Regions from separate parts of the Sus scrofa genome. Here region 2 is linked to region 1. A link is a contact called in public HiChIP or PLAC-seq data. All regions are on one chromosome and are shown on one strand. The core of a region is the stretch at or near the end of the contact, and the rest is flanking DNA. Distances in the headings are between cores, read along the strand shown.

The links. HiChIP or PLAC-seq counts read pairs in DNA pulled down with a chosen protein or histone mark.
Region 2: an H3K27ac HiChIP or PLAC-seq map of alveolar macrophages shows a contact between it and region 1. The contact joins two enhancer-like sites. A contact is called at or near these places in 1 of 47 Hi-C or Micro-C datasets (liver) and 1 of 2 datasets of contacts at active chromatin or transcription factors (alveolar macrophages).

The regions. Positions count from the first base shown.
Region 1 is chr1:270,075,392-270,078,679 of Sscrofa11.1, reverse strand. All of the region lies in intron 6 of FNBP1 (formin-binding protein 1), which reads left to right. Among named protein-coding and RNA genes, the nearest start is that of USP20, 82 kb to the right of the region's middle. Within about 2 kb of position 1,774, at least 19 of the 83 cell types and tissues checked have an H3K27ac peak or open chromatin away from gene starts, as enhancers often do. A contact at or near this core is called in alveolar macrophages, where this site is marked.
Region 2 is chr1:270,223,434-270,227,246 of Sscrofa11.1, reverse strand. GPR107 (protein GPR107) reads right to left here. Exons shown (of 18, transcript XM_021070180.1): 12 at 3,605-3,722; 13 at 20-150. Among named protein-coding and RNA genes, the nearest start is that of GPR107, 35 kb to the right of the region's middle. Within about 2 kb of position 1,921, at least 17 of the 83 cell types and tissues checked have an H3K27ac peak or open chromatin away from gene starts, as enhancers often do. A contact at or near this core is called in alveolar macrophages, where this site is marked.

The DNA.
Region 1 (3,288 bases), core at 525-3,024:
ATAAATTTCCATAGTAAATCTTGGTCAGAACAATGGCGCATTCCTGGGCCTGGGATTCAGCCGTGGGTATTAATTCAAAGCAGCTGGACCCTGAGGTTGAGAGTAAGACAGTCCTGTCTTCCTGCTGTGGCCTTGCAGAATTTGATCTGGGACAGTATTCTGCTACTTTTAAATCTTGCTTTATCTTTCGAGTGAGTAAGAAAGAGACTCTAGAGAGACTAGGCTTTTGCATACTTATGTTCAAGCTTTTCTTTCTTTCTTTCTTTTTTTTTTTTTTTTTTTGTCTTTTTTCTCTTTTTAGGGCCACACTTGCTGCCTATGGAGGTTCCCAGGCTAGGGGTCCAATCGGAGCTGTAGCTGCTGGCCTACACCACAGCCACAGCAACGTGGGATCCGAGCTGCGTCTTCGACCTGCACCACAGCTCACAGCAACGATGGATCCTTAATCCACTGAGCAAGGCCAGGGATTGAACCTGTGTCCTCATGGATGCTAGTCGGGTTCGCTAACCGCTGAGCCACGACGGGAATTCTTTTTTATTTTATTTTATTTTTGGGGGTCTTTTTTGTCAAGCTTTTTCTCTCAAGAAAACTCCCAGAGTGATAATGTTTCTTTACCAGAAGGTAGACCCATTCCCTCTGGAATCTGTTTGTTTCCCTTTTTTGGGGGGTGGGGTGGAGGAGAGGTGCCTGTGGCATGTGGAAGTTCCCAGGCCACAGCCGTGACAATGCTGATCCTTAACCTGCTGTGCCACCGGGAAACTCCTGTTTGCTTTCTTCTACTCAGCTAACTTTTCAGGCTGGATTTTATACATGTTATTTCTTATCTTAATTTATTTCATAATTTATATCTAGTGGTCCCTAGTTAAATGTCAGGATTAGACAGTGTACAGGGCATCATGAAACTATTGTGAGTTATTATGTTTATAAATGCAATGATACAAAACAAAAATATTATTAAGGATTCTGGGGAGCTTGGAGGAAGAGGGTGACCGTCACTTCCAATCAAATGCTGCTGGGGTACCTCCAGCAGGCTTGCCTCCACTTCCTATGAATGAAACATTCAGTGGTCGTTATGATGGATTTATTGTCAGGAAGCATTAATCTGTTTATGGGGGGGTACATAAATACATACATATGTAATGATGACATTCTTTTTAAAAATTATCATTATTATTATTGGCCATGCTGTGGCATGCGAAGTTCCTGGGCCAGGGATTGAACCCGTGCCATAGCAGCACCCTGAGCCACAGCAGTGACAGCACTGAGTCCTTAACCTGCTGAGCCCCCAGGGACCTCCCTAAGGATGACATTCTCATCTCTGTCTCAGAACTAAGCTCTTTTAAGTTGTTACCAAGTTAGACTCATTTCTCCAGAATGAACATGGAGGTTTTCCATCCTGGTACTCTTGTTACCAAAGAGCCGAGGGAACGTGCTTGCTCTCGGATTTTTCTGAGACTTTCTGGGGAAGATTCGTGAATGAAATAGAGATTTTTTTAGACATCTGAGGTCTACCTGGGATTTCCTCGCTGTTGTTTTTCTTCCCACAGTCATGACAGAGTGATACGTGATGCTCTAGATAATTGAAAGAGTTAAAGGGATTTTTGAGTTGGCCGCATTAGGGGGACAGATGGGCTGCACACAGGTAGCGGGGGAAGCTCTGATTTGAACAGAGGAGGGTTCCTGGTATTGGAAGGGCATGGACGGTGCAGGGTACCCGAGGGCCTGACATGCTGGGGACCAGCGTTAAGGTATTCACTAGCGGACGTGGTAAAGCGGAAGCCGAAGCATATGGTCAGGAAGGGAGTTGACAGGCCGCCGACAAAGAGGAAGAATGTGGCAGTTGAACTCACCGAGGGGAGACATGGTTTTGAGATACCTAAAGGCCTTCGGAAACAAAGAGACCTCAAGTCATAAGGAAATCAGTTTGGAAATATTAATATCACTACCTTCATTTGGGAAGTGTTTACCTATGAATAGGGAAGAAAATTGAGGAAGTGGTTCTGGAAGACTTTTCGGGGATACAGAGATGAGTGAGGCAGGTCACGGAAGTCAGATCAGGTGAAGCTTTCAAGTCGCGAAGGCAGGAAACCGATCAAGGACACTGAGACGTGAAAAACCCATCTCAGTCTGAAACCACTGCTCCGACAGAGAGCGGTGACACAGACCACTCCGGCAGGTCTTCTTTCTGCTGGCATTTGAACGTTTCTCCGTTTTTTTTTTTGTTTTTTTTTTTAACTGTTAGGTTCAGTAAAATAAAACAAAACACAAACAAAAGTTGCCTTGGCTCTGTTGGAACAGGGCCCTTTTCCTGTTGTGTTCTTGGCTCAGGGTATCAGTTTGCCAAGGATACAGGCCAAGCCATCTCTTCATCTGGCAGGGGGTAGTTTTGGACCTCGGTGGGGTTGGAGATTCGTGAGATTATATTTATCAAGGTGCTGGAGGAATCTGAGGAGGTATTACCAGCGAAACCACCTTTGGTATTTGTGGATGACTTTGGAATTTATAGACATTCTTGTGTGAACATTTATAGATCAATTCGGCAGCTTGTTGGGGACAGCCCCTTTCTGCAGCTTGTTTGTGTGTAATTAACCAAAACGTGAATGAGAAGAGAGAAGCAAATTTATGCATTGGAGAAAAGCAATGTGGTAAACACAAAATAGCACACACACATTTAAAAAAAAAAAAAAAAAAAAAGGAGTTCCCGTCGTGGCGCAGTGGTTAACGAATCCGAATAGGAACCATGAGGTTGCGGGTTCGGTCCCTGCCCTTGCTCAGTGGGTTAACGATCCGGCGTTGCCGGGAGCTGTGGTGTAGGTTGCAGACGCGGCTCGGATCCCACGTTGCTGTGGCTCTGGCGTCGGCCGGTGGCTACAGCTCCGATTCAACCCCTAGCCTGGGAACCTCCATATGCTGCGGGAGCGGCCCAAGAAATAGCAACAACAACAACAACAAAAAGACAAAAAAAAAAAAAAAAAAGGACAAAAGACAAAAAAAAAAAGAGCCCAAAGAGGGCTCCGTACTTACTGCTTCTTTAAAGTATATCTGGAATTCCCTCGTGCAGCGTGAGAAGGATCTGGCGTTGTCACTGCAGTGGTTAAGGCCACTGCTCTGGTGAGGGTTTGATCCCTGGCTCTGGAACTTCCATGTGCCACAGGAGCAGCCAAAAAAGAAAAAAAAAAAAAAAAAAAAAGGTAAAATAAATTAAAGTGTATTTTGGAAATAAACATAGTGGAGAGTTATAGAAAGACCCATTTCAATCACTGGTTCACATGCCTTTTTATTCATCAA
Region 2 (3,813 bases), core at 672-3,171, 150 kb before region 1:
GCCCCCGCCCAGCACTCACCACACCACGGGGAAGAGGATGGCTCCGCAGCACAGCAGGTCCACCAGAAACAGGGAATCCTTCCACAAGCCGTACTCGGTCGTCCCTTCCTCGGTGGACTCTATGATGATGTAGGCCACGTTCGCCAGGACCTACAGGACACAGGAGGTGCTGAGGCGCCAGGGCGTGGGCAGATGGTTGGCATGGGGACCCCCAGGCCTACAGGCCCCAACTTGGGACCACGGCGTGATTTCCAGCTCCACACGCCCGGGCAGAGGTCTGCTTCCCCCCAGTCAAGGCGCCATTTCTGTGCCCTTGTGTTCGGGCCGTGGGCTGCAGCAGCTTGGGGGGGGGGTCTCAGCTGCCAGCCCAGGGGTGGAACCCGGGCTGCAGAGATCAAAGGGCCAAGTCCTAGCCATTAGGCCAGCAGAGACTGCCCGGTGCCCTCTCCTGAGCTTGCCTTGCCCTGCTCCAGGGAACACTGAGGGAGTGATGCATGCGTGCGACCTCTGACCTAGGTCACACGAGGAGAGACTGCACCTGCCTGGCTCTCACGGGACACAGCTCTGGAGCCCTGAGCTGACTTGTTAGGAGTCTGACTGCCCTGCAGCCACCACACCGGGGACCAGGAAGAGAGATGCCTGGGAGATGCCCAGAGGACACCTGGGAGCCTCGCTGCTCCCACCTCACCTGATCAAGGCCTCCCCGCCCAGGAGACGGAGGCTCATGAAGACCTGAAGGTGACAACACCCCCAGCGCCATTTGACTGTAGTTGCACTGATTAAGCCACTGCCCAAGGTGAGAGGGCAAATGGTTACTGTGGTGTGAAGTTACTGGGCTCAGGGCAACTTGCTACACAGCCACAGGCGACCGGGACACTGCTCTCGGGGCACCTTCGGCCTCAGCAGAGTCAGAAACAGGTGGCACTCTGCATCAGATCCACCACGATGCCCATGCCCTCAGGCTGCACTCTCCCTGCCCCAGGGCTCCGGCTCCCAGGGTCAGATAACGGGGTGCTTTATCAGAGACCAGAGCAGCAAGGAGGGCCGGCTTCAGCCCTGGGCGTGCGTGGCCACGCCCATCCGCACAGGAACAACCCGCTCAGCCTGCTCCACAGCGTGTTTCTCCCCACCGCGCTGCGCTCTCAGCATCCACACCCTGCTTCAATTTCCAAAGTGAAGGCTGTGCCTTGTGTGTTCAGTGCTGCCATCAAGCTCTCAGCAGGCCATGCTGGCTAAGCAGACGGCGGTGTTTTAAAAACTGAGGTACGGAGCTCCTGTGTGGCACAGTGGAAACAAATCCAACTAGGAACCATATGGTTGCGGGTTGGATCCCTGGCCTAGCTCAGTGGGTTAAGGATCTGGTGTTGCCGTGATCCTGCACTGCTGTGGCTGTGGCATAGGCTGGTAGCTATAGCTCCAATTGGACCCTAACTTGAGAACTTCCATATGCTGCGGGTGAAGCCCTAAAAAATCAAAAAATAAAATAAATAAAAATTAAAAACTGGTACTACTGAGCATAAGGGAGCATGATTTATGAGATATTCTTTCGAAGATCATCATTAGGCTGAAAGCAGAGATGACAATTCCATGAGAAGTCCACGGTCCCCAATACTCTGTCTCCCTACAGGTAGCTCCCTACACGTCTACAAAAATGTGACACCTGGCGCTAGGACGTGGGAAGGGTAGTTTCTCTTACCATCTAGGACTTAGCAGCTAAATCATCACGGAAGCCATCTTTCACCTAATACAAATGCAAAAACTAGTTTGAAGTTTCACTGTCCTACCTCAGACCCCGCCTCTGGGCTCCCCCTGAAGCCCAGTCGCTCCTAAACGTCTGCGTCTATGACTCCGCCCATGACTGACTCCGCCTATGACGACACATGGGAAACAAAGCCTTTCCCAGCTGAAACGGCTGATGGCACTGTGTGCATAGTTCACACTCTTAATGGGAGGCACAAAATGCCCCCAGAGGGGCTGCTGTGGAACCAAGTGCCAACAATGTCCTTGAAACTCCTTTTTTTTGGTCTTTTCAGGGCCGCACCCAAGGCATATGGAGGTTCCCAGGCTAGCGGTCTCATCGGAGCTGTAGCTGCCGGCCTACCCAGAGCCACAGCAATGTGGGATCCGAGCCGCGTCTGCGACCTACACCACAGCTCACAGCAACGCCGGATCCTTAACCCACTGAGCGAGGCCAGGGATCGAACCGGCAATCTCATGGTTCCTAGTCGGATTTGTTAACCACTGAGTCACGATGGGAACTCCTGAAATTCCATTTTTACTTCGCCCACTCCCTACCCAGAAATGCACAGTGACTCTCTGTAGCCAAAGGGAAACAGCTGCACTTTCTAGGCTGATGTTGGAGGACTTTGCAGGCTAGTCCTTATGTTTAAATACTTATAATTTCCTTATATTTAATTTTTAAATGGCCTTGTGTCCTCAGTGACCTGCCCTGTAACTGTGGGCTGTCTTCCTTCTGGGGAGCACAAGCATTACGTCACAGTTCCGGCTGGGCCAAGAGGATGCAAACAGGAGGGGAAGGGGATGGAGCAGCAGGAAGACGGGGAGGAGGACCGTGGCCCATCACGTCCAAGCTCTGAGACCTTGGCTGGCGGAAGAACTCAGCACAGCAGAGTGGCGGCCCTGGCAGCTGAATGAACGGCCAAGCGCCGTGCAGCCCCTGGCCTCTCCTGCTCACTAGACGGCACTGTCAGGTCTGCCTCTGTCCTGGTTCTTTCCCATCTCTACCACAAAGCCCTTCTGGTCATGCAGAGGGGGGCGAACACTCTCTCCTTGGAAACCTACAGCAACTGGTCTGTACCATTCCTCGCGCACTAACCTATGTCCCTTAGCATTGAATGGGAAGATAGCCCAGCTGCCAACATCGCCAAACTGCCCATCACCAGCGTCGAGCCAGCTGACCTGGGGCCTGGAGAGCCGTCCCCTTCCCTGCGCAGCTGCCACACTAGCCTGGGCTCCGAAATGATCAGCTGTTGCGAACAAGTTTACCCAACAGATGCCCTCTGGTCGAGCAGCGCTGGGCAGCTGTGCATCTCAGCTAGGATCCCCCTGCTGACTCCGCGTCCCTTTCGTCCCTGTTCTATCCCCAGGAAGACTTACACGCGAGCCAAGGCTCCTCCCCTGAAGGGCTCTCAAGCTTGTAAAGCTGGCCTCAGCCCAGGGCCCTACACATACGAAGCATTTAATAAACGTCGGGCCCAATACCTAATATTCTACTCACTGACGTACGTCATTCACGGTTTTAAAATATTTTATTAATAACACCGCCGGGTAGCTGAGTGTCTCTGCTAAGAGGATCAGCTGGTTACAGGGCAAACAGAGGCAGAAAGTAGGCAGCGTGTCTCCCCGACATCTCAGCAGCTCCCTCGTCACCCACCGGCCCAAGGACGGCGGATGGTGTGGCAGCTCCCAGGGCGATGACCCAAGGTCTAGGTCATCAAAACTCAGGTCGAGACGCCCAGTCCTCAATCCCGAGGGCAGAGGCTGGGGTTTCCGGGACAGCCGACGCCCCCTGCCCACACAGGCCTGAGCTGGGCCGTGCTTGGGGTCAGGAGCGAATGAGACCACGGGGTGAGGGCCCCTTTACCTGGAGCGGGATGACGATCATGAAGATCTTCTTGTCTTTATCAGAAAGGATGTGCTTGATGAAAGCCCAGCCGGTGCCAATGAGCGCGATGGTGATGAAGAGCAGCGCCCCCTTCAGGCTGCAGAAGGGAAAACTCAGTGAGCACCAAAGGGTCTCTTAGACTCACTCTAAGAGTGAGAGCTACAGCCCATGCTACGACTTCAGGGATT